Linked DNA regions of Mus musculus: all the other regions are linked to region 3. Evidence: chromatin contacts called from public Hi-C data. All regions are on one chromosome and are shown on one strand. Each heading gives the region's core, a stretch centred on a gene start, on an enhancer-like site or on the middle of the called end of the contact. The rest is flanking DNA. Distances are from core to core; before and after follow the strand shown.

Region 1 (3,955 bases), core at 1,080-3,579, 68 kb before region 3:
GATTATAAAATACTGGGACATTCCAAAATTAATCATATAAATTTTAAAGTTTCCATATAAGACAGATGAGGTGGCTCAGTAGCCAAAGGTGTCTGCGGCCAAACCTGATGACCTGAGTTCAATACCCAGGACCAGGAGATATAAGGAAAAAAATGGCTCCTGCAAGTTATATTCTGACCTCCATGCTTGGGACCCACACAGTGATGGAAAGAGAGAACCAAGTCCTTCAAGTTGTTCTCTGACCCCCATATGTTGGTCATGACACAATACACATGGGTGTGTGTACATGCACACACTTCAAAATGTAATAATTTCTTTTTCTTTAGTAGAGTTTCTTTTTCACCATGTGTAACTTTAATTTTCTTTCAAACCTTTTAACTTTCAAACATTTTAACTTCCTGTGTAGCCCACCACCCACCCACCAGAGGTATTGGAAAAGAAAGAATACAGTGGGGAAGTGGAAACTGTTTAGAAAGGTTCTTTGGAGCAACTCCCATCTGTGTTGTCTGGAAATCAGCAGTTCAGTTCACAGGTTAGCATGGGCAGTTCAATCCGCTAACAAACACCTCATGGATACACCAGAAGTCCAGTTCGGTAGAGTTGGGTTAGAAATAGAGGTGACATGACCTAGCAGAGGCAGTCAAGCCTCAGCCTTGGCTCAAATCAGCAGGAGAGACCAATAGGAGCACCAGGAGAAGTTCGAGGCAGTGCCTCTCTCAGGGAAGCAAAGATCAGCGAAGACTCAAGACCCACAAGCGTTGCACAGCTAGCTGTACCAGCAAGCCAAGCTCTGTCTCCATCACTCAGTGAAGTCCTATTTCTACCTTCCAAACATCATGTGTCCTCCATGTGCCTTGCCTTAGCATGGATCTTGCCTTAGCCTGTACATCCAATCAGCCCAAGTCCTTGGAGGTGGCAAGAAACTGCAGCACACCACCAGAAGTTTTTTGGTGCACTTCTCTCTAGGGTATCCTGACACATGCAGCTCAACTACGTAATGTAAGGAGGACCAATACATGAGTGTTAGTACCAAAGAATCCTTCATCACATGCCCTTTCACGTGCTTGCTTTAGCAGACCATCAGCTCCTGTGTTTGCTTCAGAGAAACATTCCTCACGAGTCTGCCTTAGCCTTTCACACCTGTGCCACTTTAACAAAACGTTCCTTCATGTGTTTGCCCCAGCAAAACACCATCCGACCGACTTTACAAAGAACCCTTAAGTTTCCATTTCAACCATGGTCTTTTCTCACTGGCTCTCTGATTTGGCCACATGAGATTTGTGTTTTCCCTGTTCAGTTCTGCCTGCCCCTGGAAGAAAACATCCTACTTTAGGAAGCATTTCAAAACCAGAGACGCATTGTCTGGTTGGTCCGGAGTGAACTGCATCCAGGTTGGCTGGTAATCAGAAACAAGTGGATAGATCATGGCCAGGTCAGCTGGGCCACGCAGAGCATGGCCTACGTAGCAGGAGTGACAGCCCAGAGGTAGCCCATCCGACTCTAGAAAGCAGGGCATTCTAATATCACACCTGCCCCGGGGGCATTCTGTTCAACCTTCCGATGATGCATCAACTTGCCAACTCTTGTGTGGAGTACAAATAATAAAAAGATGCCAGTCATAAACCTGGGAGAGAAACCAGAGACCAGGCAGGGAGTAAGCAGACAGCTCCAAGGGGCGCTTTTAAGTTCCTCCCTAACGAACCACAGATGGGGGGTGGTTAGCTGCCAATTTGGCAAACTGTTACATAGTCAAATGTATGACTTAGAGTGAACTTGACAATGGCCTAGCAGCTCTAGGACAATAGGACAGCACATTCAAAGATGTGACGCGCATATTTAAGGTAAAGTCCTCAGGCTGGCATTTATGCAGTAACTGTCAGCAATGCTTCTCTCGGAATTCCACGGTGTCTAGCCATCACTAAATGGTTCACCCTAGAGCACAGTCTTTAAAAATGATTTTAAAGATGACCTCAGGTTCTCGGGATGACAATGAGAGCATTCTCTTGGCTCAGTGTCCTAAAGCATTTGCTGGAGAAATGACTCTGATAGCCTTGGCATTGAAAAGAGCCTTGACTGTCACCTTTGCTCCATGAGAACATAATTAAGGTGAAGGAAACTGAGGCACCGAGGAGCCAAGCGGCAGGTCCAAGATCAGTGACAAGTAGAGTCCAGAACACTTGGCTGCCAAGCCTTCTGCCCAACAGAGTTGTCAAGTTATGCACGTGCCTATACGCTTATAGCAAAATGGCCCCTTGCAGAGCAGCCCAGGCTCAAAGGCCCAAGGCTACAGATTATGAAAAGTCAGTTCTGTGTCTCTAGCTCCTCAGGAAATTCCATTACTAAGGAATGTCTCCCCTCCTAAAGACTTCCTTCCCTGTGGCCTCCTATTTTGTCCTGTTCAGAGACATCTGCAGCCGGGAGCTCTGATGGCAGGTATAGACTGCTTGTGCAAAGCTGCCCTTCGTGCCCCGCAGATAGTACAGTCCTGCTGAGGATGCCCGTGCATCACCATGCTCTGCCTGCTCCTGCCCTGGGCTCCGAGCTGCACAAACAGTACTCTGGCCTGTGGATCAGGGTGAGGCTGGGATAGGATAGGAGGGCACAGAGCACTTGCCAGTCACTGAGTGCTGCCTCTGACAGTATTGATCTTGAAGCAGGACTTTCTAACATGCCCTAGTTTCCCCGACCACCACGCCTCAGCTACCTGCCTGGTACCTTTTCCATGGACACTCTCAACCAGACACTGAGCCCTGGAACTGCAGGAAATTCGAGATGTTTGGAGCAACTATCTGGGTGAGCCGTGCCTGCTTATCCTCCCATAATCTTTGGTCCCTCTATATCCCACCAGATGTACACACACACACACAAACACACCAGTAGGACTTCATATGTTATTCCTTGGTCAAAGCCCTCCAAATATCCACATATATATGTCTGAACTTTCCAAAAGGTGTCCGTTAGTGTAGTTTTGGTCTATTTAATTGTGTTCTATCACCTACCACCCTTCTAACCTTTATTCCCCCCAAACCCTTCTGAACCTTCAACAAACACTAGGTAGGAGAGAAGGAAGGTTAGAGGGGAAAGGGGACATAGACCTTTATAGGGTTCTTTCTGCTGATTAGGGGCATAGAGTTACTTGAGGCAAATTCAATCTTTGTTGTCAGAATATCCAACAGACCAACAGATCAGCAAACCAACAATCCAGCAATAGCAAATGCAACAGCAAACGCAGCAGCAGCAGCAGCAGCAGCAGCAGCAGCAGCAGCAGCAGCAGCAGAACAAACCAGCAACAAGGGATAGAGAAGCAGCAGCCGCCTTCCTCTTCTTCTTCAGAGCACCTCCAGCCCCTCCCAGGGCTCGGCCATTTATTCCCTCTCCAGAGTCCCCAGAGTAAAACTATCTGCAGCTGGCAAAGATCGTGCCATTTCTAGAGCACGAGACAGTTAAGAGTAACAGCCGTGGACAAACCGAGGCAGCCCCTTATCCTACACCTGGGATTAAAACCGAAACCATATGCACATAACGTAACTGGGTTTTTTAAGAAACCAAAATTCTCATTACAGATGTCTTAAAAAATTGAAAAAAAAAAAAAAAAAAAAAAAACCAAAAAACCCTAAACCTGAGCAGCAGAGGCATCGAAGTTGAAGTCTTCACTGCTATTTAAACTGTGGCATGGGTATGACAGGCATATGTAAATCACTGCCCTGTGCTTTAGGGCTCGGGCCACGTAATCTCAAAGCAGTATCTGTTTATTTTGGAGCCTCCCAGAAGCAGGAGCTGAGGAGGAATAGGCATGAAGACTATAATGAAAGATAACTTCAAAATGCTCCTGGGAAGGAGGTGGGAAGAGGGAAAGAAAACAAAACAAAACAAAAACAATAAAAGCCATCATTGTGGTTGGAATGCGTCCCCAAATGCATGTGTTGGAAACTTAACCCCAGTGTGACAGAGTTGT
Region 2 (3,898 bases), core at 1,107-3,606, 130 kb before region 3:
CCGGTTCTAAGCTATGACTTTGTCTCTAACTGATTGAGACCAGACACAACAGGATGAAGGATTACAACCAGTTCCTGGGAACTTGGAAAACCCACGGAACAGGGGTTGGTGAGGCAGCTCAGGGGATATGGGGGGGGGGGGGGAACACAGGATTCCCTAGAGCATGCTTGGTAGCTAAATTAGCTAAACAGGTGAGTAGAGCCCTGACATCAACTTCTGGCCTCCTGAGAGAAAGACAGAGACAGAGACTGGGTCACAGAGACAGAGACACAGAGAGAGAGAGACACAGAGAGAAAGAGTCAGAGACACAAAGACAAACAGACAGAGAGAGAAAGGCAGGGACAGACAAACAGGGAACAAGAGAAGGAAAGGAAGATGACCGTGCAAGTGAGGGACTTAGGTGGGACTCTTTGCAGGCAGTTAGGGGAGACCTCTCGGTATGCATCCTGCACACATTGCCTCATTTCTTCTAATGTCTAAGATTAATAAACGTAGCAGGACGTGGTGGCACTTTGAGGCAGGAAACACGACTCATATTTGCAAAGCCTCAGGCACATTACACAGATCAATTTCCAGGATCTCTAAAACCAGCTTCCAAGAAAGGTATTGCTATTATTCTCATTTTTCCAACCCAGGAAAGATGTCAGAAGGGAGTATCTGGCTCAAGGTCACAAAACAAACCAAAGGCAAATGTCAACCCAGCAACTTTGATTTCAAAACTCTAGTTCTTTCCACTCTGTTAGCAACTAAGTGAATTGTGTTACTCTCCAGAATCAAAAGCTGGTGATGTCAACCATGCTTCCCCACAATGAAGTGAGGCAACGTGGGCATATGGTGTGGTGGAGAGATGTGGAACTTTGAGCCACACAGACCTGAACCTAAGTTACAACTCCATAGCACTGAGCAACAGATACAACCTTTTCAGACTCAGTTTTCTCATCAATAAAATGGGGATAGTACTGATCCACTAATGCTGCTTCAAAGAACCAAATTCAGTAGTCCACTAAAAATATAAAGTTCCACTCAAACACAGGCACATCAATGCTCACTGAAGCTCTGTTCGTAACAGCTAAGTTAGAGAACCAATCTAGGGGGTCCAACCACAGAGAAAGAGGAGAAATACTTTTCAGCCATAGAGAACAAAGCTATGGCTTTTTTGAGATAATACATATAGTCAGAGATAATCCTATTAATCAAATTAAGTTAGTCTCAGAAAGAGAGATACTCTATGCTTTTCTCTCACTTATGGGTCCTAGGTTTCATATAAATACATAGAACAGAAAATAGAAGCAAATTGTCTAGGAACACAGAAGGAATAATGCCAAAGGAGGGTTGAGCAGAGGAGAGGAGAGGGTATGTGAGGAGCATCTTTAACATGTAGAATAAACCTATGTAAGTATGGCCTTACATGACATGGGACCAAACATACAATGCATACATACCTATGTTTAGTATGTCCTTTATGGCATAGGACAATACAATGCACACCTATGAATGTACCCTTACATAACATAGGACCAAACATACAATACCTATTTATGTGAATACACCCTTATATGACACGGGACCAAACATACAGAGCATACCTATGTGAGCAAATCCTTATATGACATGAAACGATGTACAATGAATTTATACTATTGGGGGATATCTTTTAATGCAAAATGGCGTTGCTACCCTGTCCAACCTTGTCTGTAGACAGAGTCAATTGAACACTGTCTTTTGGGACTTCCGTGCAACTGAGGTGGGCGGGCTTGAAGCACAAAGCTTTCAGGGAGAACCAAACTCTATGCCCAAGCTGCTCTCTGCCACCCACAGGGTAAACGAATCTCATACAGGAAAGGCAGGAGACATGTGACACTGTTGTCTGGTGGTCACAAGTCAAGCTTTTTAAAAAGCAGCCTGATATTGTGAGCTAACATGGCTTTCTGTAATTGAATGCAATTGTATTTTCTATGCTTGTCTGGGTAAAGTTGACCTTTGGTTTGATTTAGCTCAAGCAATATTTCAACAGTGCACTGGGGCACTGCTTTGGCTAGAGCCAGGCCTCTGCCCTGGATGGCAACCAACAGCCCAGGCTCTGGGGCACAGCCGGGCTTTGACAGGTCTGGGGAAATGTTCAGGGAGATGAAAGGTTTCAAACTATAAAACTCTAAAATCTCAAGTCAAAACTTTTGACAAGCACACACAGGACATGAATTACAATCACCCGAAGATTTTTACAGGCTTCTCAATTTTAATGACATGCTGACACGCGTCATCAGATCTCACAACAAGATGACACATGGGTGTCAGGTATGAGGACAGAAGACTAGAGTTCGGGGCTGTAAACCCAACTTGAGCAACTGCTCTGATGAAACAAAGGGCAGAATTTCAGGCAAAAGGGAGAAGTAGCTGTGAGTCACGAGATGGTCTTTAGAGCTAGGCCTCCGGGAAAAGTCCCCTAGTGTCTGCTACGCAGGAAGCTTGGACGCGTAGCCTAAAAGGGAAGGAAAGCTGACAGAAGCTCTCTCATCCTCCTCACCCCAGCCTGTCTGTGTGTGGGGACCTCGTAGGTGTCAAGGGCAGCTCTCCCTAGGATGTAACAGCGACAAAGTATGAAAGACTGAAATTCTACTCTTGCCAGCCGTTGCCAATGGTGGTTTCTCAGGCAAGGTACTTAGCCTCTCTGAATTTCATGTGCACAAAGAGAAATGGCCTTCCTCCCGTAACTGCAAACACAGTGAAGGAAGGAAGAGATCTCACACTTCCTGTGTATCAGGTTGGTATGGGAAGGCCTTGTTCCTATTGGCTCATTTCCTTGAGGAGTCCCATCCCTGGGGAGGTGCTAGCATTGTCACCTCTTGAGGAAAGTGAGGCACAGGAATGTTACATGGTTAGGCATGGGTATAACTGACCAACTACAGAAGCCAGGCTTGAACCCAGCCATCCTGACTCTCACGTTCAGGGGATATTTAAAAGTTATTCACTGTTCATCAACACCTGTTCTCCAACCCCTGCCTCAGCCAAGTTCCTTGCCTTATCACCACAACCACCCTGGCTCCTGGAGTTTATGTCTTATCAGGACTTGTCAGTATCAACAGACAGGCAAAATGGCACGGCCATTTTCCCTAACTGAAAACCCTTGGCTTGCAGATGGAAAGGCACAGATAACCTGGGTCCAAGCCACAATGGAAAGGCCAAGCCAGCCACGCCATTGCCTCAACACAACACCTAGCTAAAGAGACAGAGACAAGCAGACATAACTCAGCATACACAACACTGCCCTGGATCTCCTCCCCTCTCAACCTCAACAACCTAGACACATAATCCAGTCCAGAGCCCAAGATTCACCCTGGTTCTTTCTCGGAAAAGTTTTCAGAGCTAGAGGGCATCTGCACCCTGGAGAGAAAACATCTGAAAAGCCCCTGAACCAGAGATGGGGCAGGGGTAGGGGTTATCAACTGTCCATAGTCTGTACTAATGGAAGCAGAAGAGAACATAGGCTGCAACAGAAAACCATGTGGGGTGGACAGTGCCCGACTTGAAAGAGCACAGCTCTCATGGAGGGTGTCACTTCCATGGGCTGTGGAGCACAGGCACACACAGGTACAGCCCATCCCTCAACCGCCCCAGCAACCTTTCCTGACCCAAACACAAAGGACCAGAAAAATAGTCGTCTGCAGTCCCTAAAGTACCTTCTGGGCTTCAGGACTTAAAGTGTATCAATGTGGCTGTCACTTGGGACAGAGCCAGACACCCAGAGAGCTAAGAACTAAGAACTAGGAGCTAGGATCTTGGCTGAGTCCCATGCACACAAGAGATCAGCTATCTGGCATCCAGCCACACCACAGAACCGATAGCCCTAGCCACAGCACTCGGGTCATGCCACAGCTGTAAAGAATGCAGAACTTCTACA
Region 3 (3,390 bases), core at 239-2,738:
ACATAGATAAATAGATAAATACCCACACAGAGTGGTACAAGAACTGTATCCATGTTATAAGGGTTAAAAATCATGACATGTCTAGAGAAGCAAGACACACATTCTGAATATTTGTGTACAGAAACAAAAGAACTAATGTTTTACAGGCTACTTCTCTGCTCTCCCAAGCAGATACAAAATTAGCCCTCACCCCACCCCTTCAAATACCCACAGAGATTTCAGCTTTGATAGACAAATGATGTGATTTAACCTTGCCGTTACAGGGTTTCCTCACAATTCTCTTGCTCAGAAAAGTAAATATGACCTTCCATCTGCTAAAGGCCATTTTATTTCAGCAAGATAAAATTGCCTTAATAAATGTATTCCACTGTGCCTCAGATCATCCCTTGGTAGCAAAAAGAAGAGATAGACAGCCATTTTTAATTTTATTAGGCAAACCTAACCAAAAAGTTGCCAAATAGTAATGTAGGCTTGCATATAGGCTTGCAAGAATAGCATTTCAGAACTTAGAAGCTGAATGCCTGGTGCTATACATTGCCTCCTAACCCAGGCTGCCTTTTGTCTTTTCTTAAGCAACTGCCAGGCCATGAGAATAATCTCACAAGAAACCTTTGATTAGAAGAGAGGGGAAATCTTAAGAACGTGCACAGGCAGACCTAGGACTCCAAGCTCACATGTAGCAGATGTGCAGCTTGACCTTCACGTGGGTCCTGAACAACTGGTGGTGGCATGGCTATCCCCCAAACCCGTTGCTTGTCTATGGGATATGTTCTTCTAGCTGGGCTGCCTTGTCTGGTCTCAGTGGAAGAGGAAGCACCTAGCCTGGCAGAGACCTGAAGTGCCTAGGGGTTGGGGGAGGGCACCCAAAGGGGGTGCCCAGCCACTCAGAGGAGAAAGGGAGGGGGAAGGGGAAGAAAAGATGAAATGGAAAAAATAAAAGAATCTTAAGTTTTTTTCCAAAGCATTTAAACCATCCCTGATTAGGAAGCCAAGGCCCGTGATAGGTTAAGTGCCAAAGTCATACAGATATGGAGAGGCGGAGCTGGGAGTGAGCCCAGATCTTTTGGTTCACTTTGCAAAAATTGTGGCCACTGCTATTTTTAGAAGATAGCAATAATGTCTAACATTCAGTGGAATGTAGTAAACTGTCAAACACCATTAAACCATGGGAGCCCAACTTGAATCCAGATCTGTGAGAGTAAGACTGATTAAGACCAGGTTTTGTGTTGTGTGGAGATACGCGTGTTCACAAGTACTGCCCAGAATGTCCCAGAGTTTCATTACCGGGAGGAACGTTATTGCATGTCTTTTTTAGTTCCCTCCCCAACCCCAACACACAGAGATACAGCCTTTGTCTGACTGACACTGTGGAAGAAACTGTACTCAGAGAGCAGCGCATCTTATGTTAGGGCTGTTGAACCTCACTCTTGGGTCTTCTATTCGATATAGAGGCTCTCGTGGTCCGGAAGCAGTGCCCTGGAAGGACTTAAGAAGAATCCGGAAGAAAGGTCGGCAGCTCCATGAACTGCCAGTCCCACTCCTGTGGTTCATACCCACAGCTGTAACCTATCTAGTTTTATTTTTCTCAGATCTCACGAGATACCAAGCCAATTCTGAGAAGTACTCCAGTGTGTGTAAAAGATAATGCTGAATGGAGTCTTTTCGATGAGCGAGTCCGTATCTGCCAGTTCCTGGGCCACAGGTCTTGTCTGGATGGATCTAAGGGCTGACTATGAAGAGTGTCCATCACAGTTTTTAGCTAGTTCCTGGAAAGATCATGTGCTTACAGCCTCTGAAACCCTGGCTCTCTACCAACCGAAGCTCAACAGTTTTGAGAGGCAGTTAGCTTAGTTTAAAAATTAAGCGAAGTCGGCTGATAGAACTAAGAAAAACTGATGGCTCATAATCACAAGATCCAAAAAAAAAAACACGTTTTATTCCCTCCTCTTGGCTCAGACTTTCTTTAGAGCCATTAGTGTACCCGGAGCAGGACTGAGAACAATGTTCAGTGTGTGTATAAATGAGTAACTGCTCACAAGAGGCCTAATGTCACTGAGTGGGAATTAAAATTAGTCCCTTTTCTGTGCGGCTTGAGAGCCTTTGATGTGCTTTTTCTCAAGCAGACTAGTTCCAGGGTTTCACACCTACACAGTTCAGAATGTCTACATGAGGATAATGATAAATGCTGGAAACGCTGGCAATGACTTTGAGACATTGTGAACAAGATTAATTCCATGGGTTGATACACTTAAAGTGGTTAAAATAACAAACTTTGTTATATGTGTTTATTCCAACTCAAAATATGGAATATGCTAGAGGCCATTGAATTATATACTTTAAGCAGGTGAATTATATGGTGTGCTAATTATATATTAATAAAGCTTCTTTAGGAAAATGCATATGAAACCTTAGAAACTAGTCCCAAAATATCATTTTATAGCTGAGGGAATCAAGACCCGGAGATGGGATGGGACTCCACAAGGTTGTATATATTTTTTTCTTGTCAAAAAAGACTTAATTTTAATTTGATATCATGTATATACTTTGCCACAAGAAAAAAATATTTCATTTTGTATTTTGCCATAGAGACTGTGGAAACTCATTGCATCTTGATAAATCTCAGTGAATAAAATTATAAAATGTGACTGACTTATTCCCATTTCCTTGATACCCTGACAGCTAAAGATGTCTTGAAAAGGAAACAGCTGAATAATTCATTTTCTAATAATGAACTGTGGAGCAACTTGAAATCTAAGACCAAGGAGAGAAATCACAGTTCCCAAAGGAAAGGAAAAGGCTTGCAGGCTATACCAGGTAAGCTGTAACTTAGCCCTCATTTGGGCTTTTCACCAAGATCCCGCAAGGCTTTGACCTTCAGCCCGTTGTCAGATGGAATTCATTAGACCCAAAATGGTGTGGTCTGGAAAGAGGTCAAACACAGCCAGTGAGCACCTTACCTCAGTTCTCATACACTGAGGAGTGAATGGGTTAACTGAGGAACTAAAGAAACATCCTTCATAATTCTGCTTAAAGGCATTCATGTGGAAAAATAAAACGGAATAGGAAGGCGTTCGTTTGCTTTGGTTTTTGTTTTAAAATGTGTGTGTAGGTGTTCACTGGTGTGTGTGTGTGTGTGTGTGTGTGTGTGTGTGTGTGTGTGTGTAACTGTGAAGGCTGCAAGAGGGCATTGGATCCTCTGGAGTTGCAGTTAAAGGCTGTTAACTACTAGAGTTACTAGAATGGGTGCTGGAAACCAAACATGAGTCCTCTGAAGAAGCAACAAGAGTCCTTAACCACTGAGCCATCTCTCCAGCACCCAGCTTGTTTTACATTTTAATGCTGGGAACCAAACCCAGGACTGTGCACATTCTAGGCAAGAATTGTACCCTT

What was found. A called contact is a pair of places that touch in the nucleus more often than the background predicts.
Region 1: a contact with region 3 is called in a Hi-C map of the G1E-ER4 cell line, with 2.1 times the contacts expected there. The contact joins the enhancer-like site here to the promoter of 4930522O17Rik in region 3. A contact is called at or near these places in 2 of 39 promoter capture datasets (the 3T3-L1 cell line and liver), 1 of 15 datasets of contacts at CTCF or cohesin (the G1E-ER4 cell line), 8 of 484 Hi-C or Micro-C datasets (the G1E-ER4 cell line, the HPC-5 cell line, the MC38 cell line and 3 more), 3 of 115 datasets of contacts at active chromatin or transcription factors (bone marrow-derived macrophages, embryonic stem cells and neurosphere) and 3 of 9 other capture datasets (adipose tissue, liver and macrophages).
Region 2: a Hi-C map of the G1E-ER4 cell line shows a contact between it and region 3, with 4 times the contacts expected there. The contact joins the enhancer-like site here to the promoter of 4930522O17Rik in region 3. A contact is called at or near these places in 8 of 39 promoter capture datasets (the 3T3-L1 cell line, 3T3-L1-derived adipocytes, the C10 cell line and 4 more), 1 of 15 datasets of contacts at CTCF or cohesin (the G1E-ER4 cell line), 13 of 484 Hi-C or Micro-C datasets (the C2C12 cell line, the G1E-ER4 cell line, the HL-1 cell line and 7 more), 1 of 115 datasets of contacts at active chromatin or transcription factors (microglia) and 3 of 9 other capture datasets (adipose tissue, bone marrow-derived macrophages and liver).

Annotation. Positions count from the first base shown.
Region 1 is chr4:53,176,177-53,180,131 of GRCm38.p6, forward strand. No RefSeq gene overlaps it. Among named protein-coding and RNA genes, the nearest start is that of Abca1, 18 kb to the left of the region's middle. Within about 2 kb of position 2,330, at least 10 of the 459 cell types and tissues checked have an H3K27ac peak or open chromatin away from gene starts, as enhancers often do. A contact at or near this core is called in the G1E-ER4 cell line, where this site is marked.
Region 2 is chr4:53,118,170-53,122,067 of GRCm38.p6, forward strand. All of the region lies in intron 5 of Abca1 (ATP-binding cassette, sub-family A (ABC1), member 1), which reads right to left. Among named protein-coding and RNA genes, the nearest start is that of Abca1, 40 kb to the right of the region's middle. Within about 2 kb of position 2,357, at least 84 of the 459 cell types and tissues checked have an H3K27ac peak or open chromatin away from gene starts, as enhancers often do. A contact at or near this core is called in 3T3-L1-derived adipocytes, the G1E-ER4 cell line, adipose tissue and 5 more, where this site is marked.
Region 3 is chr4:53,244,708-53,248,097 of GRCm38.p6, forward strand. It overlaps 4930522O17Rik (RIKEN cDNA 4930522O17 gene), which reads left to right and starts at 1,489. Exons shown (of 3, transcript NR_040665.1): 1 at 1,489-1,702; 2 at 2,680-2,814.